Linked DNA regions of Mus musculus: regions 1, 2, 4, 5, 6 and 7 are each linked to region 3. The links are chromatin contacts, called in public Hi-C, Micro-C, promoter capture Hi-C and targeted proximity ligation maps. All regions are on one chromosome and are shown on one strand. The core of a region is the stretch at or near the end of the contact, and the rest is flanking DNA. Distances in the headings are between cores, read along the strand shown. Region 1 has its middle 120 kb from the start of Gm52397. Region 2 holds the start of Cpeb3 (cytoplasmic polyadenylation element binding protein 3). Region 3 holds the start of Exoc6 (exocyst complex component 6). Region 4 has its middle 99 kb from the start of Gm52397. Region 5 has its middle 120 kb from the start of Cyp26a1. Region 6 holds the start of 4931408D14Rik (RIKEN cDNA 4931408D14 gene). Region 7 overlaps Ide (insulin degrading enzyme).

Region 1 (3,438 bases), core at 412-2,911, 320 kb after region 3:
GCAAGGCCCTGGGCTTGATTCTGAGCTCAGGAAACAAACAAAACCTCAGCAACAGAATAGTACATATGTAGTAACTGCACTGGGCAGAATGACACAGGCCTTTAGGCCCAACAATATGGAGACAGAGGAAACAGATCTCTGTGAGTTCAAGGCCAGCCTGGTCTACAAACCAAAGCCCTGTCTTAAAACACACACACACACACACACACACACACACACACACACACACACTGAAAAGCAGATCTCTGAATTTGAGACCAACCTGATCTATAGAGTGAGCTTGAGAACAGCCAGGACTATACAGAGAAAGCCTGTCTTGAAAATAAAGAAGGAGGAAGAGGAGAAGGAGGAGAAGGAGGAGAAGGAGGAGGAGGAAGAGGAGGAGGAAAAGAAGGAGGAAGAGGAGGAGAAGGAAGAGGAGGAAGAGGAGGAGGAGAAGAGGAGGAATAGGAGGAGGAAGAGTTTAAAAAGGAAATCAATGGCTAAATTTTGTCTGTGTCTTTGGTAATTTTCGGTGCTAACAGATGTCATGTGACTAACACAACTTTCCCTAGTTATAAATGATGAGCCATGAGCCATTATAGTTTGCTTTCAGGGCTGAGTATAGCTGGGCTGTAGAATCCATGCATAGCATACATGAGGCCTGGGGTTAATCCCCAGAGTTCTTGTTAAGAGAATTTATCCCAAACTTGGCAATAACCAAAGAAGTTATTGCGTGCCCATCTTCAAATGACACTGGGGAACTATATGACAATATCAACTGTAGACCTGATGCTACAGCAATTATCATTTTGTTTACTGTTTATTCTCTGCTCAGGTCTGGATATTTGTATTTTTCTCCAAATTCATATGCTTAGCCTTAACTCCAAGTGTAATTACACTCAGAAATATCCTGGCTTGTTCTCTATTTTTTCTTACAGATTATAGTCCATTGTGACAGGAAAGTAGGGCTGGAACTCAAGGCAAGAAGTGAAGCAGAGAACATACAGCTTACTGGTTTGCTCTTCATGGCTCACTCAGCTTGCTTTTGATGCAATCCGTGACCACCTGCCTAGAGGTGGCACTGTCCACAGTGGCCTGGACCTTCCCACATCAATCATTAATCAAGAAAATCGACCCCAAAGACTTGCGTACGGGACAAATTCTCAATTGAGGTTCCCTCTTCTCAACTAACTCAGGTTCATGTTAAGTTGACAAAAAACTAACCAGCACGGGGTGGGGGTGAGGGGGATCGGTGACTCCAAGGAAGTAAATTAGATTAAGTAAGGCTGAAAGAGAAGGGCTCTGATCTAATAGGACTCAGTTTATATGAAAGACTCCAGGCTGTACAGACTGAAGAAAGACCAGGTGAGGACACCACAGAAAAGGAGATACCTGAAAGGCAGAAAGAAAGTCCTCACCGGAAACAGTCGCCAAATCCTTGATCTTGGAATCCTGAAACTCAAGAGAATCCTTTTCTATGAGAAGCCACCCAACCTTGGGACTTGGTCTTGACAGCTTGTGTTGACAGTGTGCTATTGCTTAAGGTCTGGTTAGAGTGCTTTGGATATTAACTTGTTGAAGATTGATAATTTGTTTGTGAGCTGTTCCAGTAAAGGCATAAATTGTTTCTGTTTGTAAAATGAAAGCCTCCGAGGTCACTCTTGATGTTTTGGTTGTGAGCCTAACCTTTAACAAAAGAGTCCTCTTTCCAGCCCTAAGGTCACTTTGATTGACAAGTAGAACATTAACCAGTGCATTGAACTTCGTTAATCTGTTTTTCTGCTTTGTGAAATGCCATTGACGTTCTCACCCAACTGGGCACAATGGTTTGGAGTCCCAGATACCAGAGAGGCTCAAGATTTCCTGAGGCCAGCCTGGTCTGCATGGTGAGCCCTTCCTCCATCTCTTTAATAAATAAATAAATAAATAAATAAATAAATAAATAAATAAATAAATAAAATGGCTTCTCTCTTCCAAGGTTGCTGTAAGATTAAGTTTAGCACATAGAATACCCACTGTGCACTGCTACACACAAAGTAAGCTGTCCATCAAATGACAGCCACTGTAGCATTTAGATAGGAGGCCCACAGGTGCATTTATAGAGTTCTGTGGTGTCAAAAGATATGAACGGTCAATAGACAAAAGGGAAGGCACTTCATAGTTTGAATTTCAAGATCTCTTTAAAAAGTAGAAGGCTAAAAAGAATGAATTTATGAAATTCCTAGGCAAATGGATGGACCTGGAGGGCATCATCCTGAGTGAGGTAACCCAATCACAAAGGAACTCTCACAATATGTACTCACTGATAAGTGGATATTAGCCCAGAAACTTAGGATACCCAAGATATAAGATACAATTTGCTAAACACATTAAACTCAAGAGAACGAAGACCAAAGTGTGGACACTTTGCCCCTTCTTAGAATAGGAAACAAAACACCCATGGAAGGAGTTACAGAGACAAAATTTGGAAGTGTGACGAAAGGATGGACCATCTAGTGATTGCCATATCCAGAGATCCATCCCATGATCAGCTTCCAAATGCTGACACCATTGCATACACTAGCAAGATTTTGCTGAAAGGACCCAGATATAGCTGTCTCTTGTGAGACTATGCCAGGGCCTAGTAAACACAGAAGTGGATGCTCACAGTCAGCTATTGAATGGACCACAGGGCCCCCAATGGAGGAACTAGAGAAAGCACCCAAGGAACTAAAGGGAACTGCAACCCTATAGGTGGAACAACAATACGAACTAAGCAGTACCCCGGAGCTCTTGTCTCTAGTTGCATATGTATCAAAAGATGGCCTAGTCGGCCATCACTGCAAAGAGAGGCCCATTGGACTTGCAAACTTTATATGCCCCAGTACAGGGGAACGCCAGGGCCAGGGGGAGGGGGTGGGTATGGGGGACTTTTGGTATAGCATTGGAAATGTAAATGAGCTAAATACCTAATAAAATATGGAAAAAAAAAGTAGAAGGCTGGGGCTGGAGAGATGGCTCAGCGGTTAAGAGCATTGACTGCTTTTCCAAAGGTCCTGAGTTCAATTCCCAGCAACCATATGGTGGCTCACAACCATCCATAACAAGATCTGGCACCGTCTTCTGGAGTGTCTGAAGACAGCTACAGTGTACTTATTTAAAAAAAAAAAAAAAGTAGAAGGCTGAACGGGGTGTGATTGCGCTCGCCTTTAATCCCAGCACTCGGGAGGCAGAGGCAGGCGGATTTCTGATTTTGAGTCCAACCTGGTCTACAAAGTGAGTTCCAGGACAGCTAAGGCTATACAGAGAAACCCTGTCTCAAAAAAAAAAAAAAAAAAAAAAAAAAAAAAAAAAAAAAGTAAAAGGCTGGGGAATACCAGGCTCAATTATTGTCTGACAGCTAACAAGTCTAAGTGGGTGGCATCTGGGATGGGCAGGCCCTGCTCTATTTGCTGCCAGCCACACCTAAGTCCCTTT
Region 2 (3,193 bases), core at 385-2,884, 340 kb before region 3:
CATATTTCAGAAATTGGAGGTCGAATAAATTTATGTATTTTATTTATATATCCTGACCATGGACGCACTAGTACAAAAATAGATTTACACAGGTAAGAGCTGATTGTAAAAAAAAAAAAAAAAAAAAAAAAAAAAACAAACTACCTTAAGCAATAATTTTGAAAGCCTTTCGGTTCTGGGTGTGGTGGGCCATGCCTATATAATTCCAGATATGGGGAGCTCTAGATAGGAGGATCTCCAAGTCCAGTCATCCCTGTGTTGCAGATACATAGTCCTTGCCAAGGAAAAACTCAAACAAACAAAAGTAGCTTTGATGGTTACTGTTGTGGGATAGGGTCTCTCTCTGTAACCCGAACTGATTTTGAATTTGTGAAGACCCTCCCAGATCTGCTGGCCATGCCTATGCAGCTTTTTGTTTGTCCTTTTGAGACAGAGTCAAACTAATTAGAGTTAGAGGTTGACCTTGAACTCCTAATCCTTCTGCCTCCTCCTCTCCTGTGCTGGGGTTACGGGATTGGACGCCTACCATATCCTTGATTAATTGATTGATTGATTATTTATTTATTTATTTATTTAGCCTAGGCTACTCTGGAATTCATTATACAGACCAGGTAATCCTTCTGTCTCAGTCTTCCAAGTCTGGAATTATAGGCCTGAGAAACCACTCCAGGCTCAAATTTAAAGAAACATTTTCATTTAAAGAAATAGCAAACGTTTTGTAGAAGTTTAAAAAAAAAAAACAAAAAACCAAAAAACCGTAGGCACAACCAACGGAAAACTAGCAAAACATCCCACCAATCACAGCGCTAAACAATGCCACAGGTCGTCCAAATTACGCATCGGTTTAAGTCAACAACAGCTCGTTTCCCCCCTCCAAAGCTATCCCTTCCGGCGTCAGAGAAGACAGAGGCGTGATTTGTCACTTCTTCCCTTTTTGATCCCTCGGCCGGGATCCACCTGCTTAGAAGTGTCAAGGAGCCTTAGGAATGGTTAACGGTGACCAGCTGCGGAAAGAAACAAACACTCCTGACAACCCACAGCTGAGCAAGCAAGGGCTGTTTATTCAGCAGCGTGTCCCCTTTGGAGGCTGCCCGCAAGCCCTCGAAGGCTGGGCGACAGCACCAGAACCGAGAAGGTTCCTGGACAGGCAAAGTGGTTGCTCGCGTCCCACCCCCCATGCTCTCCTATGTCCCCAACACACACACAGAGGCGCCGGTGCGAACAGTCGGGTTACCCACACGCCCCTCCAGAGCAGCCCCGCACTAAGCCACTTGTCCCTCCCCGAAGATGGGCTCTGACGCGGCCGAGGCTGACCCGAGCGCCCGGCCTCGCGCCGCCGCGGCCCGGCGTACTTGACCCGGCCCAGAAACTGGCCCTCCACGCCGCCACCCCTCACCTGGCTCTGTCCCACCTGAGCGCGAGAGCTGAGGGGACAAGACGCGGAGAAGGGGCGCTGACCTTGTTGCTACTGACAGCGGAGCGCCACATGCTGCCGCTTCCCGGACAGCGGCCCGAAGGACATTTTTTTTTCCCCCTGGAGGAAGGAAACGGGAGGGCGCCGGCCCGGCGGCGGCGGGCACGGCGGCGGGGGTCCCGGCGGGCTGTGCAGCCTCTAGCGGGGACGGTCCGAGGACTACATCTCCCAGGCTGCTCCGAGCCGCCCCTGCGTCGTGACCCCGGCGCGCACGGAGGCGGCGACTCTTACCTCACAGAGGTAGCTCCTCCGCCGGCAGCAGCTCGGCGCCCCGGCGGTCCATGGACCGGAACCCTGGGCGGACCGGCAGGAACCCGGGCCGCGACCGCCGCCTCCCGGCCCCAGGCTCCTCCTCCTCACTCCCCGCCGCCCTCTGCGGTCGCCCGCCGGCCGCGCAGCGCCACCGCGGGCCTCTGGGAGCCACGCCGGGAGGCTGTGTGGCGGGTCCGCGGCCGCCGCGGGACTGAGGCCTACTCCGCCGCCTCTCAGTGCTATTGTCCCGGGGCCTGGCCCTGAGCGGGGCTGCGGGCGAGGGCCGAGCTCGCCGGCTCCGCGGAAGATGCCGGACCAAGCCCTTCAACAGATGCTGGACAGGTAGGAGCAACGTGGGGCCGGGAACTGCCGGCCTTCGTCCTGGGCCTGCCCATGCTGGCCTCGAGGCCCCGAGAGCGGGGATCCTGGCGTCCGCCGAGAGTTCCACGGCCCGGAGGCCGGGAAAAGGGCTCTGAGTTTGGAGGTGGCACTGGGGAGAAGAGCGGGCGAGAGGTCAGGGTCGTAGACTTTGAAACTTAGTTAAAGGAGGGAGGTCTACTTTGGCCGCCAGCCTGTTTGGGTTTTTTTTTTTTGGTTGTTGTTTTGTTTTGTTTTTTGAGGTGAAGAGGCGCTATTGTTAACCCATAGTATTAGTTTCTATTTCTCCCCCTCCTCCCCGGACAATGTAGTAAAGGGGTTGACAGCGACGCCACTGGGAAGTACCCGATTGTCATTCTGGAGACTGGTCCCTTGCACTTTCACAATGCAAGGATAGGCATTCCTTCTTTTAAAGCCTGGGTTTCGTTTCTCTTTCCAACTCCCCCACCACCCTCCCCCAATCCCATCCCTACCCCCAAACCGTAAGGTCAGAATATCCACAAGGGAGCCTTAACGGTCGGTCACACTAGAGTAGAGGTTATGGAAAACAGCCACAAGCATGCAACATTGAACACGTAGCACACTTGACGATCGCTAAGTTCCCAGACACGTTTGGGCTTGTACTGGGACCAGTTGCCCATTCCTGGGGTCTCCAGCCACTAAAACTCTTTGAGAAAGTCTACAGCACTGCCCTCTGCCGTTTAAATTCCAGCCAGTGAGTTTTTGGAAACTAAATTAAATCCACCTTTTCACCAAGGCAGCTGCTTGCTGTTCTGACCAATTGGTCGATCTAATTCATAATGTTTGAGGTTGCTTGCAACTCTAAATAGACTAACTGGCCACCCACTTCAGCAGGTGATGCTCTCAATGCACTTAAGATTCAGCTTTGAAACTTATTAAATGAAGGCCCTCTCTTGATTGAGGTTATAGCCATTAACTACTGGGGCTGGGAGGTGGGCATCAAAGATCCATCAGGGAAGGCAAGAAGTTACACCCTCATATTTTATGACAGGATTTAGCCTAAATCTCTGGTACTTAGCAGCTATTCTGCTACAACTAATGAACTTGTCCGTTTCTCCAGTTGTCTAG
Region 3 (3,345 bases), core at 294-2,793:
TTATTAAAAGGGGGCCGGATATGATGGTTCATACCTTTAATCCCAGCACTTGGGAGGCAGAGGCAGTCAGACATCTGTGAGTTCAAGGCCAGCCTGGTCTATGTAGTGAGTTCAAGGCTACCAGAGCCACACAGTGAGAAAGTCATAGGCAAAGACTATGATAGCATTTGGAATCTGGCAAAGAAAAGGAACAAATTCTTTCCTAGAGTCTGGAAAAAAATGCAGTTGTGTCGCCATGTTGACTATAGCCCAGTGAGCATTCTAACAGATTACACTTGAGTCATTTTATGCTCTGGCATTTGTTACAGAAATAATGGAAGTTAATATAATATAGGATGTAGTACAAGGTAGATACCACAGTTATTAGCAGCTGCGGCTGGGGACACTGAGATAGAAAAGTATTAAGTTTTGCCTAGTGTCACATGACTGAGTGGGGTTTGGGACAGTTGTCTTCAGAGGACATGTTCTTAATTGTTTCTCAATATCATCTCCCAGGATTTCTTATGGGGAGGAAGAGGAGGAGGAAGAGGGAGAAAAGGAGAAGGAGGAAAAGGAGGAAGAAGAGGGAAAAAGCTGGTAGTAGAGGCCCAGGGAAGAGAGTGAGTCTGACAGCTGGCTCGTGCAAAGCCTGCCTGACTCACAGGGAAGCTCAGAGCTCCTGAACTTAGGGAGAGCAGAAAATTAGTTGTCCCTCTGGCTAGGTTTGAACTCTTTTCTGACTAATCTTCCATCAGTGCTTTGATCATGACAAGCTGGTTTACACGGTGTCCTAGATACAGGTTGTTAAGCAAGCCTCTTTTTCTACATGTGTCCCTTTGCTCAAGCCACCTGCCATTTCCTTCTACCACTTTATTGCTCATTCTTTCCCCCTAGAAGTCTATTCCCACCCCAGCCCAGCTACCACTCCCTGGGAGCGCTTGGATTCAAGAGCTTCAGCATGAAATCCAACATTGCCCTGGGCCTCTTTTCTACGTTGCCAGCAAGCGCCTTAGTCTTGTTCTCATTTTCCCTCATTTTGATAGTTTATGTCCAATATGACTAACCTCGGTGAACTTGCATCCGGCAGGGGACACGATTTTTTCAGAGCAGTCGAGGTATAGAATTTTTGTTTGTTCTTAAAATAAATCTCAACGACACACTCAGTTTTGATTTTCGGGAAAGCATTTGCTTTTCTCTGACTCCCCACTATTTAAAGCCCATCAGGTGCTCAGTAGCTTCTATCACTATTACTGAGGGCGTGTGACCGAGGGTCACCTCCGTTATTGCTAGGGTACCTGCAGTGCACAACAGCACACACTGCACTAAAACATCTCTAGATAACTAAGGGCAGGTCGCGAGGAAAGATGGAGGTGGTGGTTCCCCTCCCCTCCCGGCCACCCCCCCCCCCCGCCCCGATCCCCACCCTCTCCAGGTCATCCTTACCTCCCCAGGGGCGGGCTCCACCCGGGCGGGCCCCACCCACTGCGCCCCACCCCTCCAGGCCCCGCCCCTCCCCGCCCCGCAGCGCCGCGCCGCGCTTGCGCCACCTGCCGCTCGCTCCTGTGGTCCGCGCGCCGCCGCGCCCGGCCGGCGCCTCCGCTTCCAGCCAAGATGGCGGAGAGCTGCGAGGCTCTGGGCACGGTCCCGGAGCACGAGCGGATCTTGCAGGAGATCGAAAGCACCGACACCGCCTGCGTAGGGCCCACCCTCCGGTAAAGTTCTCACATGCCCCGGCTTTCGGGCTGCCCTGACCAGGGACTCCTTAGGAGCCGGGCGGGGCGTCCGCTGCCGGGTGCGCGCGCGTCGGCCCGACAGGTGGTGCGCGCGGGGGCGGGCGCTCGTGGGCTGCGGGACCCGGAGGGCCCGGGCACCTGTCACCGCGCCGCCTGTGGGTGTGGCTGCCAGGGTGTCTCTGACCCGGAGAGCCGCCCCAGCCTAGGGCCTTGATGCCCCAAGGCCCTGACCCCTAGGCGGAGGCTGTCTGCTCTGTGCTGGGGACGAAGGTCACCTGCAGGTGGCCGGCGTGACTGATCCCGGTGCCAAGTTGCGCGCTGATGGAAACCCCAGCGCACTGACTGCTCTGGGCGTGGGAGAATTGAAATTGAGCGGGAGACGCCAGCACCTTTCTCCCACGCTGCAGCACCCTTCTCCCCGGGCGAGACGCGAGCGTGGGCTGACAGCTCGAGTTCACGCAGGGGTGACGATGCTCTTGGGACAGGAAGCTTTTACTTATTGACAAACGTTATGTTGATTTTGTATTAAAATTTCAGCGTATTTTAAATGGATCCAAACCCACTCTCTTTAGGAATAGTACCAGTTAATGAATAGTCCATACCGGACGGAATACTTTCTGCCCCCATAGACTGGTACTGGTACAGAGCTATTAGCCATTAACACTAGGTTAGACACTTCAAGGATTACAATTTCATCTTTTGCAATTAGGATGAATGAACTTGTGGTTCATTAAGGGAATTTGAGACGGATTGTGCTTTGTCAGTAGTCTTTCTTCAGGACACACTTCCTGGAAATGGAATTCTGTTTTCTCACTGTAAATGTAGATAAAATGAAGTCAGTTCAACTTGTAAATTCACTTTGCCCCAGGGAGCCAGATCATGTGGTGTGTTTCTTGTTTCTTTCTCATAAACCTGTCACTGATGACTGAAAAAATCATTTAACCCCCTTGGCCTTGTTTTTGTATTTGTAGAACGGGGTGGGGTTGGGGTGGGGGTGGGGGTGGGAAGTTGTTTAGAACATGAGAGATCTTGCCCATTTATTCTCTACCTCCAAGCACTTAATAGGCAGGTTATGTTTTTTTATTACAGAAAGTTCCTGCTATGATATGCAAAGGCCTCATTAGTATCTTTTAATTTTCTTTTTCTTTCCTTTGTTTTTGTTTGCTAGACAGGGTTTCTCTGTGTAGCCCTGGCTATTCTGGAACTCACTTTGTAGACCAGGCTGTCCTCAAATTCAGAGGTTTACCTGCCTCTGCCTCCCATGTGCTGGGATTAAAGGTGTGCATCACCAATGCCCAGCTCCTTATTGTTAATTTTCTTACATGAATTTTACATATACAGTAGTTTAAAATAGGAGTCAGACTCAAAGAAAACTTTGTGACATCTAGATTCCACTGAAGGACCTCTCCAGTCTCATAGGACAGCCATTCCTTAATGTGTTCATGAAGCAGTTCATTTGCCAGGGGTCAGGAAATGCACTTTTGTCTTTGGTAGCTACCCAGCCAGTGTGGACTAGAAAATGAATCCTCATTGGTATGTTACCCCTGGTTTTCAGGAGGCTGGAAATCAAGTCCCTTTGTTGGACCCTAGGAATGATACACATCAGGACTGGCCATCACCCAGTAGGAGTGGC
Region 4 (3,686 bases), core at 2-2,501, 340 kb after region 3:
GAGGTTGACAAATGAGGTTCGAACCCCACTCTTTTCTTTTGCTCCAAAGATCCCTCATCTATGCTGACTGTAGTGTCTCTTTCACCAAAGATGCTGTGTCTACATCAGCACCAGTCTGTCCAACACTTTCATCACAGGCCAGGTATGACAGTGTACACAGACTCACCTCTCTATAGAGCCTTTGAGTGCCCTCCCCAACTCTACGAGAACGTCTAGGGACTAAGAGGGACTGAGAAGATGCACTTCCCTCTGTACCCCACTAGCGCCCATCTGGTTGGGCATTTCAGAGGGAAGACAGCCATTCTTTGCAGCTCCAAGGTGCATCCAACTTCAGGTGTGGTGGCCCTGGGGACGGGAGACAGGTCACGGCTTGCCCTAGTGTTTTGGGTGCTCACTGCCAGCAGGAGAAACCTTCTGCGTGGAAATTACTTTAATTTGCAGTTGACAAAAGGCAAATTGCTGACATTTTTCTGCTAGGAGCCTGGAATGTAACCTTGCACTACTGCCCCAGACATTCCAGGTGGCAACTTCCATTAGCCGGCCCAGATTTTTAACTTCAAACAGGCTATAGAAAAAAGAAAGAAAGAAAGAAAGAAAGAAAGAGAGAGAGAGAGAGAGAGAGAGGGAGGGAGGGAGGGAGGGAGGGAGGGAGGGAGGGAGGGAGGGAGGGAGGGAGGGAGAGAGAGAGAGAGAGAGAGAGAGAGAGAGAGAGAGAGAGAGAGAGAGAGAGAAAGAAAGAAAGAAAGAAAGAAAGAAAGAAAGAAAGAAAGAAAGAAAGAAAGAAGAACTTAAGTCGTTTTACAGGTGGGCAAACCCACAGTCTTGATTTAACTCCACGAGTTCTCTCCCTTTGAACTCTACTGTTCTGGGCAGCTTAGAGAGCAGAGTCCTTGTGGGCATCCCATCCTGGGGTAGGGTTCTAGCCTTCATTGTGCTCCGCAGCAGTTGCAGTCTGCAGGACGGTGATTTTTAACTGGATGGAAGACCCTTCTGGTTTGGTAGACTGTGTGTAAACTGACTGCGAGGCCACGGAAACAGAGACCTGCTGCACCTCTCTGCAGGAAGCGTAGGATTCAGCAGGATCCCAGGTTCCTTCACGAGTGAATACTTGAATGAATGGGTGGTTTCCCGTTTTTTCTCAAGACCGGAGCATTTTTGTCTGTCTAGTCGTAAACTTCCAGAGCATTCCAGAAGAAAGGGCATCCTTTAGATGCGGTGGTGCTGGTCACCTTCCACTTAAAATATGTCCCAGAGATGCCTGTCTTGGGTGGGGTTCCGGGGAATGCAGACTGAATGGAATGCCTTTTGTGCCAACTGGGAACCTGAGGATGCTGCTGCCATCTTGTGGACAGTATTTGAAATACACGTCTATGTCTTCCCAAGATTCTGGCCCGTTCTACAATGGAATATTTTCCTTTGGAAAGCATTAGGCTGTGTTTCCAGAGCCACCCTTAACTGATTTCTGTTCTCCTGCGGAAGTAACAAAAATGATCGCGATATCAATAAATATATTTATTGGGTTTAAAAAAGTTTAATAAGACCAAGATCTGACGCCCAACTCTCTGCTTTGCCCTAACTCTTGGCCGTTTATGCTACACTTTACCTTGCTGCGTCTTTTTCTTCTTCCGCTGGTGTGGCAGTGCATTTGTACCCAGGATCACATTGTGTCTCAGCTATCTGCTTCCCCAATGGCAGGGACCTGAGAACTGATCAAAGTGTTGGGGGTACAGATTTTTAAAATTAAATCATTCGTTTATGTTTCGGGGTGCGGTGTGAAACTAGGACTTCACACTTGTCAAGGACACACACATTCAACAATTGGGCAACATCCTTGACCTCTGACTACAGAGATTTTTTTTTGACCCCTGTGCACCCATTATGTATTACATTTGGTTTGGAAACACTGTGTGTGTGTGTGTGTGTGTGTGTGTGTGTGTGTGTGTGTGTGTGTGTGTACAAATCCACAGGAGAGGTATGCAGTATGTTCCTGGAGTATATTCTTTGTTTTTTGTTTTGTTTCATTTTGAGACAGGGTCTCACTGTATAGCCCTGTCTGGTCTGGAAATTGTAACGTAGACCAGGTTGGTCTCAAACTCACAAAGATCCGCTGCCTTGCCTCGAATTGGGTTAAAGGCATAGACCACCACATTTAGTTCTTCCGAAATATATTCTAATTGAAGATTGATGTAGATTTTTAATGGGGTGCTTAGCAACCCCATTAGTTACTTGTAAGTTCATTTTTACATGGATCAGTGTCCCCAGGACTGCCCAGGTGAGCTGTAACCATTATTTAAACGGTTGCTTTGTTATTTTTAATTACATGTACACGTCTCTGTGTGGGTCTAGGCACTCTGCTGGTGCCCAAGATCCCAGAGATATCAGATGTTCCTGCAGCTGGAGTCACACGTGGTCATGAGTCAGATAATGTGGGGGCTGGGAACGCAACTCAGGTCCTCTGGAAGAATAATACGTGTGCTTAACCACTGAGCCATCTCTCCAGTCTGAGCTGTTACGGTTATTAAATTCATATCTGCACCCCATTTTGGAGCTCTTGACACAGGGTTGCTCTTGCGGGAAGCCATTTGAATGCACCTGGAGGTGGGAGGGTGGAACAGCAGCCCACAGATGTGGGCACTCAACCAGTCGTACATATACCACAGTCTGTATTTTGAGCTGAACCACCCAAGTGCAGCCTCTAGGTTTAAAGAAGACTTTTGAGCAGTTTTTTTTTCTTCATTGTACTAAATGGAGTCCAAAGGTTCACTTTTTAAAAGCCTTTGTGGTAGAATACAAAACTTAGAATACATTTATAAAAAAAAGACATTGAAACGCTTTAGACCTGCAGGTCCATCCTTTGTGGGTATAAATGTGTCCCTATGTATTAGTGCATTTGAAGGGACCACTTCCTACGCGACCATTTTCCAAGTGCTGTCTCTAGTGAGACCAGTGTCTGTACAGAGGAGGCTGGGGCCTCTCTGAGGCCAGCCCCAGATCACATCCCAATCTGTATACAAGCCTCATGGGGACTTCTGCAACCCCCAGCCACTTGACCTTGAGGCTAGACCTTCCTGGAGAGTGTGGCTTCGTTCTCTGCCGTACCCTCCTCACCCTTTAAAGGCCTGATGGAAATGAACGTTACCTTGGGAAGAATGTAGAAGATAGGCTTTTCATCAGAGGAACACACCGCAGGCGGATCAGCAAAACCCTTTGAGGAATTATTTGCTAGGATTATGCTTCTTGTTAATAAGAAGCCCTTCTGTCCTGTACCAGTAATAAACATACCAGCCAGCCTTGAACTCAGCAACTATAGGAACCATATTGAAATTTTGAGAAAAAATTTTATTTTAGTGTGTACATTGATGGGGGTGGTGGTGGAGGTAATGCCGGCCTGTGTGCCCCCACGTGGAGGACAGAGTTGGACATCAGGTGTCTCTGCATCCCATCACTCTCTATTTTAGATTTTGAGACCACTTCTCTCACTAGATGTTATAAGTCACTTTAAAGACTTAAATCTGAAGGATTGCATCAGACTGTACCCACCGACAGCCACTTCTCCCCTCTTGTCTATTTTACTGTTGATTCTGTCCTGCCCTTTTCCTCTGTGCAAGCTAAGCAAAAGAAAGCCCTCCCCCCCTATAAAAGGAGTGTGCAATTTAATTTTTATTTTAAAATAAAATGTGTTGTTT
Region 5 (3,659 bases), core at 614-3,113, 270 kb after region 3:
TCAGCATGATTTCTAAATATTCCCACATTCAGCTTTGGCTCCAGAGGGCAGGGTACATATTAACAGTTCCTGGGACCCAACCATGCTTTCTGTTTTATTGTCTTCCTTCTGTTCTTCTCTAGGATTTGTACCCTGTGTGCAGCAGGGTCTTACTTATTACTAACAACAACAACAACAACAACAACAACAACAACAACAAGAGGCCAAAGTCAATGGTCAAATAGATTTTTTTTAAATTATAAACTAATATATACTCAATATGACAAGTAAAAGAATAATCCATGTATGTGATGGCTGCTAACACTTTTAATCATAGTCCTTGAGAGGTAGAGGCAGGTGAATCCAAGTTCAAAGCCAGCCAGGTCTACAGAGCAAGTTTCAGGATGACCAGGGCTACACAGAGAAACCCTGTCTTGAAAATCCAAAGAAAGAAAGGAAGGGAGGGTGGGAGGAAGGAAGGAAGGAAGGAAGGAAGGAAGGAAGGAAGGAAGAAAGAAAGAAAGAAAGAAAGAAAGAAAGAAAGAAAGAAAGAAAGAAAGAAAGAAAGAAAGGAGAAAAATCCAGAAAAGTAGATAGCAAACACAATTCTCTGAAAAATCAACTACCCAAAACTCAAGACAACCAAAATTACCACAATCTTCTAGTCTTTTTTTCTCCGATTTGTAGGTTTTTCTTGTATAACTGATGCCAGCAAATAGTCTATGATTCCTTAGAATCATTGAAGTGATAAAATAAAATGACTTTGGATTTTAAGATCTCAATATGAAGAGTGAGTGTTCTTTGAGGATGGTTTAACTCAGTGGACCTCGACTGTGTTTGACCTTGTCCCACAGAGGACATTTAACTATCTAAAGACATTTTTGGTTGTCATAGCTTGGAAGAGCGAGGCTGGTGCTTGCATTTAATGTAGAGAGGTCTAGCATGCTTCTGAGCATCTTGCCAGGACAGTGCCCACAACAAGGAATTATCTGGCCCTCATGTCAATAGTGCCGAGATTTGGAAGCCTGTGTTTACCTGATACCTTTAGGTGTAGTGTTTTTGTCAGTGTTGAATACAGGCAAGCCGAAGCCTATGTATCTCCATGACGGGGTGAGGGGGACCCTGGGGGAGGGGGGGCCTGGGGGAGGGGGGGAGAAGTAGAGGGTTCAGCCTGATTATGTTGTAAGAGAGCCTGAAGTTTTGGCCTCACCTCCTATGAAGCCAGAATTCCATTTCTGCATCTGGTAGGTTGTTTGGTGCGGCATAGCACAAATGCTTTCCTGGTGAGACACTGTCCCACTGCTTTGTCAGAAATGGGGAATAAGCCCAGAGGCCCCGGGAGGAAAGCCACAGTGCCACTCCCACAAACCACGAGAAGAGTCTGGGGTGATAAACCAGAGAGCAGAGACAGAATGGAAACTAAGACCAGGGCAGAAACATACAAGTGTATTCCTGCAGCTGCTACTGAGGTACTACAGGAAACTGGTGGGATCCCAACCAAGAGAGGCTTTGACACTGGGGCTGCTCAGAGGCTCAGTTCCTACTGCCTTTCACCTCCTTCCATCCTGAGGGAGCTGCTTCAGGAACAGATCCGCTAGTGAGACTGAAATGGGGCAGCAAATAGAGACTTCACCTGTGAGTTCATCTGTCAGAACTGCTGTAGCGAAGCACTACACATGGAGAGGCTCACCCAACAGACATCTTTTCTCACTTTCTGGAGGCTGGAAGTCTGAGATCAAGGTCTCGACAGGGCCACGTTCCCTTGGAAAGCACTGAGGAAAAAAGCCTCACTCCTGGCTTCTGGTAGACCCTTGGCTTGTGTCAGGGTTTCTCCAGTCTTCACATGGTATTCTCCCTCTGTGCATGTCTGCCTCCAAATTTCCCCTTTTTATAAGAACCACCAGTCATGTTGGGTTAGGGGCCCTCCCTATTCCAATATGACCTCATCTCTACTTAATTACTTACATCTGCAACAACTGCTTTCCCAAATAAGGTCATATTCTGAGGTATGAAGGTTTAGGACATCAGCATATAAATTCTAAAGGCTCAGAATTCAACCTATAACTTAGTGCTCAGAAAGGGGTTTCAGAGCTGCTAGGCAAGAGGGAGGGTCTGAACCAGGCTGGATGCTAAAGGATGCTCACCAGTGACAGGCACATCCCTGTGCAGAGGTCTGCTTCCTGGAGAGGATCACAAGCCTTTCTGAACCTGGGGATAGGGATGAGAGAACCCAGAATGGTCAAGGGGGATTTAGATAAGAGGACTCTGAGCCATCTATAGAGGTGGAAGATCTAACTTATTGCCAAGAACCCAGGTGACCTAAACCAAAGTGAAGAGGGGGATAAAAGGAGGAAGGAAGATTAAATACTGGGATAGACAGTGACGTAGAAACAAAAATGAGAGTTGTGCTTCATCATATCCTATTCTGGGATGGAAATCTTGCAGGCTGGAAATGCACTATTAAAAATTATTTGATTTGAAACCCCACTCTGGTGCCTGCCACAAGCCTCCAGGCAAACTATACCTAAAACAATCCCCATCCCAGGACCACATAGCCAGACAGGGAACAAGCCTGAGAGAATTCCAAGTCTAGCACCATGGAGTCCAGTCCCAAGAGGAATCTAATCCCAGGGCCATGCAGGCCCAGGTGGGCAGAGATCATTCATGCCCATCCAGTGCCATCCTCAGCCCAGTGCCTCACAGGCCCAGGAGGGCAGACTATACTCAAGATGACCCCAGCTCAGTGCCACACAGCACGGGTGGAGCACTTCTGAGGCCATTCCTGAGATGACTCCGGACACTCATAGGCCCTGGGCTGCACTAAGCTGGGCAAGTAAGTGGTGGAGAATGGAAGAGAAAGAGAAACAGAAAGATGTGGGCACAATGAAGAGAGGCAGAACTGGAGACTTGAGGGTAGTGAGGAACAGCCATGGTGAGGCCCTGACCCTTGTTGCCACCTAGAGCCATAGCAGGGCTCTGTTACCACTAAAAGCCAAGCATACATCCCTGGTCTGGGCTGATGTTCTGGGGCCATGTTGATTTTTGAGGGCTGTGCAGAGCTGGCTTTACCTCTCTCAACCAGAGAACCTGGGAGAGCTGGGCCCAAAGACATGAGAGCAGGGAAGTTGGCCCTGCCCCTCACCAGCTGCGGTACTAGGAGAGCAGTCCCCATCCCTGGCACAGGAATCACAGTAGAACTGTCTCTGGTTTCGGGAGTTGCAGATGAGCCAACCCTGAGGATGTGAACATGGGAGGGCTGGCCCTGCCACTTGTCTGCCATGCAGTAGCATAGGTGAGGGAGAGATGTCACCCTCCACCCCATCCCTCATCACCTATGGCAGGTGGGAGAGCTGGCCCCAAGGTAATGAGAGCCCGAGAGCTGCCCCTGTCCCTCAATGGCTGCAACACTCTGGAGAGAGGGCTCTGCACCTTGCCTGGGCAGCACAGTAGAGCTGGTTCTGGTTTGGAGGGGGTGGGTGGGGGATGGGGTTGGGATTGGGGTGTTTTTGGGCAAGCCAGTCCTGAGAGCATGAGAACAGAGAGCTGCCCCAGCCCTTTCAGGCTGCTGCATTGGGTGAGTTAGGTAGGGCAGTGCTGGAGAGCTCGTCTAGTTGATGGAGGTGCAGGAGAGCTGGCAGGGTGACCAGCTTAACTACTACCCAGGCCCAGATCCAGGGCTT
Region 6 (3,253 bases), core at 469-2,968, 290 kb before region 3:
CAAACAGCATAAAATTAAAGACCAGCTGAGTATGTGAGCCCAGGGCTGATGCCCTCTTACTTCAATTCAACAGAACTGAGTGTTGACCTGAGGGCACCAGACACCAGATTAAACAGTGAATTAAATGTGCGTAAGAGGTTGGAGATGTTTCCCATTAGTCATCAAAGAATGAATGTGGACATTTACCTCCACTTGCCAACGCAAACCTCACTAGCATAACAGCAGAGATTTAAGTTTAAAGGTCAACCTCAGAATAAACAGGCCCTGCAAGGAGAAACAGAAGCACGAAACCTGATATATGTTAGCTTTTCAGCAAACACGAGAAAACCCAAATGAGTAGGCAGGCCTTGTGCCTCATCCTGTAATCCTATCACTGGGGAAGCTGAGGCAGGAGGATCACCTTGAATTCAAAACCAGTCTGGACTACATAGCAAGCTACTGCAGAGAAAGGTTAGAGACATGACTTAGGCTTAAGAAAACACACACTCTCTCACATACACATGTACACACATACACATACACATTCATTCATACAATATACTCATTCATATATATATATATATATATATATATATATATATATATATATATACACGCACATAGTTAAATATACACACTCACAATACACATAACACATTCATACACACTAACTCATATGTGTATATGTATAGTTACATATGCATACTCTCACATATTCATAACACAGTATACATTCATACTCATACATATATACACACTCATACACAAGCATTTACTCATATACTCACTCATATACACATACTCTTTTTTTATACACACATACACAATACACACTCATATACACAATTTAAATAATAAATATATTTATGAAATTGAAAGAGAGAGGTTAAGTCAGCAAGGTGTACCTGCAATTTTTTCCCCTGCTGAGTACTTAAAAGCTCTGAACAGCAGAATGGGGAGGGAGTCAGTCAGTCAATTGAGAATTCATGTCTGATCCCTAGCACACACACAAATCAGGCCTGGTAGCACACACTTGTAACCCCAGTGCGGGCAAGGCAAAGGCAGGACAGTCCCTAGGCTTTGGTGGCCAGCCAGCCTATCCTTCTTTGTGAGCACCGTTTCAAGAGCAAGATAGATAGCTCCTGGAAAATAATATCCAAGGACGACTTCTGCCGCCCTCCCTCGCCCCCCCCCAGCCCCCCCCCCCCACACACACACTGAAGGGATGAACAAGGACTCACTGCAAATAAGATTTACAGTGATACAGGTTACAATGCTCACTGCACGGGCAGACCATTGGAGATTTACTCTCCCAAGTGACGACTCAGCAAAGCTCTGGACTTCAGGGCCTCAGTCACCCCTGCAGGCAGCAAGGCTGTTCTGAAAAGAAGAGAATCCATAAGTGCCTAGGCGCCTAGCCACGCCCCATTCCCACAAACCCTTGTCTGCTCAGCATCCTGGATGGTAGCAGGTAATTTCGGTGTGGCTTTCAGGCTACCTTTACTGTTTCTGATTTCTTGTAGAAGTCCACATTGCAATTCCTTTCTGGGTGGCGGTTTGGTAACGTATCAGAATCCTTAACCGTGGTTGTTAGGCGCGAGGACCCACAGCTTCGTGGCTGTCCTGGGCTTCTCTGACCTCAGCTCCAGCTTCGAGGGACTCCGGGCTGACCCAGAGTTTGCCAGAGCTGCAGGAGGTGTTGGATCACTCAGAGAAGATGTTTGTGCAAAGCGAAAGTCTACTGAAAACTGCTCAACAAGGCACTGGACGCTATGGTCAAAGTGCACACGGTATTGCCAAACATCAAGAGTTTTGAAGAAGAGCCAACAACAGTTTTGAGCAATTTGGGTGAAGGAGGGCGTTCTTTCTGACTGGACATGTGACCCTTGCCCCTAGTTCCGGGCTGCTGTTCTGTGGATCCAACTCTTGTTTGTAAATCAGCCTCAGAGGCTGAAGATGTCTGTCTGCCTCCCAGAGGATGGGCGACTTCAGGGATAGGACTCAAAGAGAGCAAGCTCCGAGCTTCCAGGCACAGAGCCAGCTGGTGCAAGGAAAACGACCAGGGGCAAAAAGGAGCACCACACAAAACAAACGCAGTCTATTGTCCAAAAAGACCTACAGTCATTAATATGATCAAGCTGAACAGCAGGGAGTCAAAATAGCCAAGGGAACAGAAAACCATTTAACAAAAACACAAAAAAGGCTCAATCCATTAGCGCTCAATACTCCAGCAACGCACCAGACAGTAATCGACCTATCAGAGAGAAAATGCACAAAGCCAAGTGGAACCTAGCCAGTCCTAGCCGGTGCCGTTAGTCATCTGGATCTGTTGACATTTGAAGAACACTCATCCGACAAGTATGGGTGAACATCACTCTCAAATTCAGATAAAATATTCGCTGAGGTTACATTCCAGACTGAAAACCACACTTAAACAAGCTTAAAAACAAAAGCCCTAGAAAATAGGCGTCGGCATCTGGCATGATAACACTCACCTCTCATCCCAGCACTCAGGACTGTGAGCTAGAAGCTTGGCCTCTAGCAAGCCACTATCTGGAAGCAAACAAATGCATGATCTTGGAGTTGAGTGAAATTAAACTAAGAATAGTGGAAACATTGCCGGGAAACCTCTAAATATTTGACAAATGCACGCTATATTTCTAAACTGGTGACACATGCTGTTAGACCCAAATACTTGCCAGCAGAGGTAGGAGGATTTTTTTTTTTTTTGAGTCCACAAAGTCCAAGGTCATACTAGACTAGGCTTACCATCTTAGAATTGCAAAAAACAAAAGGCACATCACCACCCAAAACAAACCAAAATGAATTTATTTCTAAATGTCACATAGGTCAAAGATGTCTCAAGAGAAACCTGAATATTTTTTTTTTAAGATTTATTTATTTATTATATGTAAGTACACTGTAGCTGTCTTCAGACACTCCAGAAGAGGGCGTCAGATCTTGTTACAGATGGCTGTGAGCCACCATGTGGTTGCTGGGATTTGAACTCTGGACCTTCGGAAGAACAGTTGGGTGCTCTTACCCACTGAGCCATCTCACCAGCCCGAAACCTGAATATTTTAAACTGAATGAAAATATAATGTATTCAAATGTGTGTGTGATACAACAAAAACAGAGTTGGGGTGGGGCAGATCTGCAACACTGAATAGCACATGTAAGAAAACAGTGGCCAGTGTAGGTGCCTGCAGCCTTGGCACTTAGGAAGAAAAATGATGAAAAATATCTGTAGATACAAGCGATGTAATTAGGTGAA
Region 7 (3,433 bases), core at 411-2,910, 270 kb before region 3:
CTGGCTTCTAACTCATTATCTTGGTTTATCATTCTCCTGCCTCCACCTCCAAGTGCTGAGATACAAGCACGTACCACGCCCACCTTCGTTCTGTGCTAGGCAAGTACTCTACCAGTTAGACCACATCTCTAGCCCAGATTTCTTTTTTTAGCCTGCAAGTTACCTTGTAGCCCAGCTTGCCCTTGAACTCAGAGAGATACAACTGACTCTGCATCCCAAGTGCTGGGACTAGTGGAGCACATCACCAAGCCCCACAAGATTTATTTTTGTGTGTGATATGTGTATGTGTGTGTGTGTGTGTGTGTGTGTGTGTGTGTGTGTGCACGCGCACGCACGTGTGTAGCTGTGCTCATGAATGTAGGCACCTATGGAGGACAGAGGGTATCAAGATGCCCTCAAACTGGAGTGAGTTATAGGTGGTTTTAAGTCCCCAAAATGGATGCTGGGAACAGAAGTCAGGTCCTTTCCAGGAACAGCGCATGCATGACCTCACCCGCTTAGCCATCTCTCCAGCCCTCACAATTCATATCTCATTAGCTGTATGAGAGTTTTATTCTCTGACTCCTCTATACGCAAGTACTAGACAATTCCAATGTCAATCTCCTCTAAATTACTGCCTGCCTTCACGTATATGGCTCACCAATCAGGGAAATTCTGGCAAAATCACCTACTTGTAACCATATTTCTATAAACGAGGCTTCCTGTAGATCTCTGACATGAAACCATATATTATTTCCAAGCACACTCAACTCATTGTAATTATGCCACATTGTAATACAGCACATTTCAACTTACTGTCAGGGAGCTGGACTTCTCTGTACCGGACTAGCTGACTTGGAAGGAGAGGTTTGGTGTGAGCATGCTCGATAAGAGTGTCTTCTACCATCTGCATAACTCCTAAGGCAGCCTGGAGGAAAGGAAATGCCATAGTGTATTATAAAAACCACAGTACATCCTGTCTTGTGAAAATCAATACAGCCTACTGGATTGCCCATTACAATAAACAAAAATATATGTTCCTAAAAACGGACTTTAGGGCTAGAGAGACTGCTCTTCCATAGGTCCTGAGTTCAATTCCCAGCAACCACATGGTCGCTCACAACCATCTGCAATGTGATCTGACGCCCTCTTCTGATGTATTTGAAGAGAAGACAAATACAGTGTACTCATATACATAAAATTAATAAATAAATCTTTTTTAAAAAGCCAGTCTTAAAAAACCCCAACAGATTTTAAACATTAAATTCATTTAATCCTTTCCAAATGGATAAAAACTGAGTTTGTCAATCAGTACAGTAGTAGTGAAAAGAGAGAGAGACATCTAAGCAACTATCCACATAGTGCTGACACAGGGACTAAAGGCCTTTCTAAAGATGGAGAGGTACTGGGAAGGAGACATTAGCTCCATGTCAGTGACCTTGACCACAGAAGCCGGAACAGAAAAGATACTCGTGAGTATGCATTGTGAATTAAACCACAACGAGCAAGCATCTGAGCCTAGCATGTTGTTCTGGGGGACATATGGAGTGGTCGCGAGTCCAGGCCTGTGATCTGCAGAACAGACGAAATACATTTTCATAAGATTGCATGTCTAGTATACAGCAGTGTCGGGGTTTGCAGGTCCTGATTTCTGCATTCTGAGAGACTGCACCGGGTAGGGGTAATCAGTTTCACTTCTTCTCTGGCTGTATAGGCCAGGCCAGCCACGAGCCTAAGTTAACTATCATAATTCTATTTCTCACATGTCCTTCCGACCTGCTTCCTGAGAAAGCTGAGTTAATTCTAATGTGTTTAGCATTGTGCTGGTTAGGTCTTGAGAGAGAATAGAGGAAATAATCTTACAGTGGTCTACAAAAGCCTGCTAGAACTTCACCTCGTACCTGCTTGGTTATGTTTCCATGGAGAAGTGCTTCAATATGCAGCCGTGACAGCAGCTGAGGTATGAAGGCCTTAAGTCGGGGGAGGGTAACATCTGAAAGAGTAAGAAATAGGATGATCTGTGTATAAATATAAAAACAAAGCTTTGTATCGGAAAGAGTTTCAGATTTATAGAAGACTTGTAAAAATACTAGTGTTCCTTTATATCATTCACCCAGTTTTGTCTAATATTATCATCTTTCAATAACTTTAATAGGATTATCAAAGCCTAAGCAAGCAATACTGACAGACACTTTTTTCAAGGTTCTTTAGCTCAAACCCGAGGCCTTGTACGTGCTGGGCAAGCACTCTCTCACTCAGCTGCACTCCCAGCTGCTACACATTGCTAACCAGAGATGAGGCTTTATTAGGATTTTTAAAGGTTTTTGTTGTTTGTTGTTTTGAAACAGTGTCTCACTGTGTTGCTCTGGCTGTCCTAGAACTTGCTAGTTAGACCAGGCTGTCCTTGAACACCACAGGATCTACCAGTCTCTGCACCATAGTACTGGGATTAAGGTATGTTCCACCAATCCTGGCCTTGGACTTCATTACTACACTAATACCCTTTTTTCATCCAGGACTTATCTCTACTCCTATATTGTAATTACCTGTCACACACCCTTCCTGTCTCTCACTGGAGAGTTCCTCAGAACTCCTTTACTTATCTAGGGTCATCTCAAGGTCATGTATGTAACAGTAGGGAGGTGCACTAGGGAGGCAATGCCCATCAAACATCTGCACAGGCATGTGTCACGGCACTGGATATGTTACAACAAACTGCTTGGCTACGGTGGTGTCTGCCAGGTGCTTTCATTGTAAGCATACTGCTCTACTCTGGGTAGTAACGGAGTAGGGTGTACATGTTCCACATGCAACTTGGAAGTGCCCACCACCAAAAACTATCAAAGTCAAATTTTACCATTATAATTAATAAATACCTGTTGGAAGAAAAAAGTTGAGACTATATAAATATACAGATTTCCCTCAAATTTTTAAATTAAAAATTTTTACACTATTCATCCATCCATCCATCCATCCATCCATCCACCCACCCACCCATCCATCCATCCATCCATCCATCGATCCAGTGTGTGGTGGTCCAGGGTGGAGAGAGAAGCTCATGCATGTGGTAGTGACAAATGTACGGGTGGGAGCGTGGGGGTGTGGGAAGGACAACATACAGCGTCAGTTCAGTCCTCCTACCACACGGGAATCCAACTCAAGGCATCAGGCTTGGTGGCCAGCACATTTACTCTTCGAGTAATATCACTGACTGGATTTCCCTCGAATTTTTACTAATTTTAGCATCTGTAGGTGGCACTGCTGTGGCAATTGTTATTACAGTATCCCAACAGTAAGTTCTCTACCACTCCCATTCCTTTTTCACATATTGGTCCTTCTTTAGGAACTTATTAAGTTAATTAATTAAAAACCTAATAGGTCAGGCATTTTATAGATACTGTTTTTCAATCCAAAAGTATGTGCAACTATCTTAATTTTAAAGGTTACACACACA

What was found. Promoter capture Hi-C pulls out the DNA fragments that hold promoters and counts their contacts. A called contact is a pair of places that touch in the nucleus more often than the background predicts.
Region 1: a contact with region 3 is called in a promoter capture Hi-C map of liver, with 3 times the contacts expected there. A contact is called at or near these places in 1 of 39 promoter capture datasets (liver), 2 of 484 Hi-C or Micro-C datasets (embryonic retina and nephron progenitors) and 5 of 130 datasets of targeted methods (bone marrow-derived macrophages, embryonic basal ganglia, embryonic forebrain and 2 more).
Region 2: a Hi-C map of CD8 T cells shows a contact between it and region 3, with 5 times the contacts expected there. A contact is called at or near these places in 3 of 484 Hi-C or Micro-C datasets (CD8 T cells and embryonic stem cells), 4 of 130 datasets of targeted methods (embryonic stem cells, memory CD8 T cells and pancreatic cancer cells) and 1 of 9 other capture datasets (liver).
Region 4: a contact with region 3 is called in a targeted proximity ligation map of extraembryonic endoderm stem cells. A contact is called at or near these places in 1 of 39 promoter capture datasets (hippocampal neurons), 46 of 484 Hi-C or Micro-C datasets (B cells, the Ba/F3 cell line, the C10 cell line and 29 more), 24 of 130 datasets of targeted methods (the G1E-ER4 cell line, the HPC-7 cell line, the NIH/3T3 cell line and 17 more) and 1 of 9 other capture datasets (embryonic stem cells).
Region 5: a contact with region 3 is called in a targeted proximity ligation map of pancreatic cancer cells. A contact is called at or near these places in 1 of 39 promoter capture datasets (pre-B cells), 1 of 484 Hi-C or Micro-C datasets (the N1E-115 cell line) and 4 of 130 datasets of targeted methods (large pre-B cells, pancreatic cancer cells and pro-B cells).
Region 6: a Micro-C map of embryonic stem cells shows a contact between it and region 3, with 2.4 times the contacts expected there. A contact is called at or near these places in 4 of 39 promoter capture datasets (embryonic stem cells, liver, pre-B cells and 1 more), 8 of 484 Hi-C or Micro-C datasets (B cells, the G1E-ER4 cell line, the N1E-115 cell line and 2 more), 7 of 130 datasets of targeted methods (the NIH/3T3 cell line, embryonic stem cells, large pre-B cells and 2 more) and 1 of 9 other capture datasets (embryonic stem cells).
Region 7: a contact with region 3 is called in a targeted proximity ligation map of bone marrow-derived macrophages, with 4 times the contacts expected there. A contact is called at or near these places in 5 of 39 promoter capture datasets (the 3T3-L1 cell line, 3T3-L1-derived adipocytes, hippocampal neurons and 2 more), 5 of 484 Hi-C or Micro-C datasets (the Ba/F3 cell line, the G1E-ER4 cell line, the N1E-115 cell line and 1 more), 1 of 130 datasets of targeted methods (bone marrow-derived macrophages) and 2 of 9 other capture datasets (adipose tissue and embryonic stem cells).

What each region holds. Positions count from the first base shown.
Region 1 is chr19:37,866,115-37,869,552 of GRCm38.p6, forward strand. No RefSeq gene overlaps it. Among named protein-coding and RNA genes, the nearest start is that of Gm52397, 120 kb to the right of the region's middle.
Region 2 is chr19:37,205,837-37,209,029 of GRCm38.p6, forward strand. Cpeb3 (cytoplasmic polyadenylation element binding protein 3) reads right to left here and starts at 1,635. Exons shown (of 11, transcript NM_001290827.1): 1 at 1,459-1,635. It overlaps Marchf5 (membrane associated ring-CH-type finger 5), which reads left to right and starts at 1,709. Exons shown (of 6, transcript NM_027314.3): 1 at 1,709-2,068. The coding sequence starts at 2,034.
Region 3 is chr19:37,548,875-37,552,219 of GRCm38.p6, forward strand. It overlaps Exoc6 (exocyst complex component 6), which reads left to right and starts at 1,544. Exons shown (of 22, transcript NM_175353.2): 1 at 1,544-1,691. The coding sequence starts at 1,591.
Region 4 is chr19:37,885,655-37,889,340 of GRCm38.p6, forward strand. No RefSeq gene overlaps it. Among named protein-coding and RNA genes, the nearest start is that of Gm52397, 99 kb to the right of the region's middle.
Region 5 is chr19:37,820,093-37,823,751 of GRCm38.p6, forward strand. No RefSeq gene overlaps it. Among named protein-coding and RNA genes, the nearest start is that of Cyp26a1, 120 kb to the left of the region's middle.
Region 6 is chr19:37,262,377-37,265,629 of GRCm38.p6, forward strand. 4931408D14Rik (RIKEN cDNA 4931408D14 gene) reads right to left here and starts at 1,719. Exons shown (of 3, transcript NR_040299.1): 1 at 1,478-1,719; 2 at 1,221-1,359.
Region 7 is chr19:37,283,326-37,286,758 of GRCm38.p6, forward strand. It overlaps Ide (insulin degrading enzyme), which reads right to left. Exons shown (of 25, transcript NM_031156.4): 18 at 1,881-1,972; 19 at 796-907. Among named protein-coding and RNA genes, the nearest start is that of 4931408D14Rik, 21 kb to the left of the region's middle.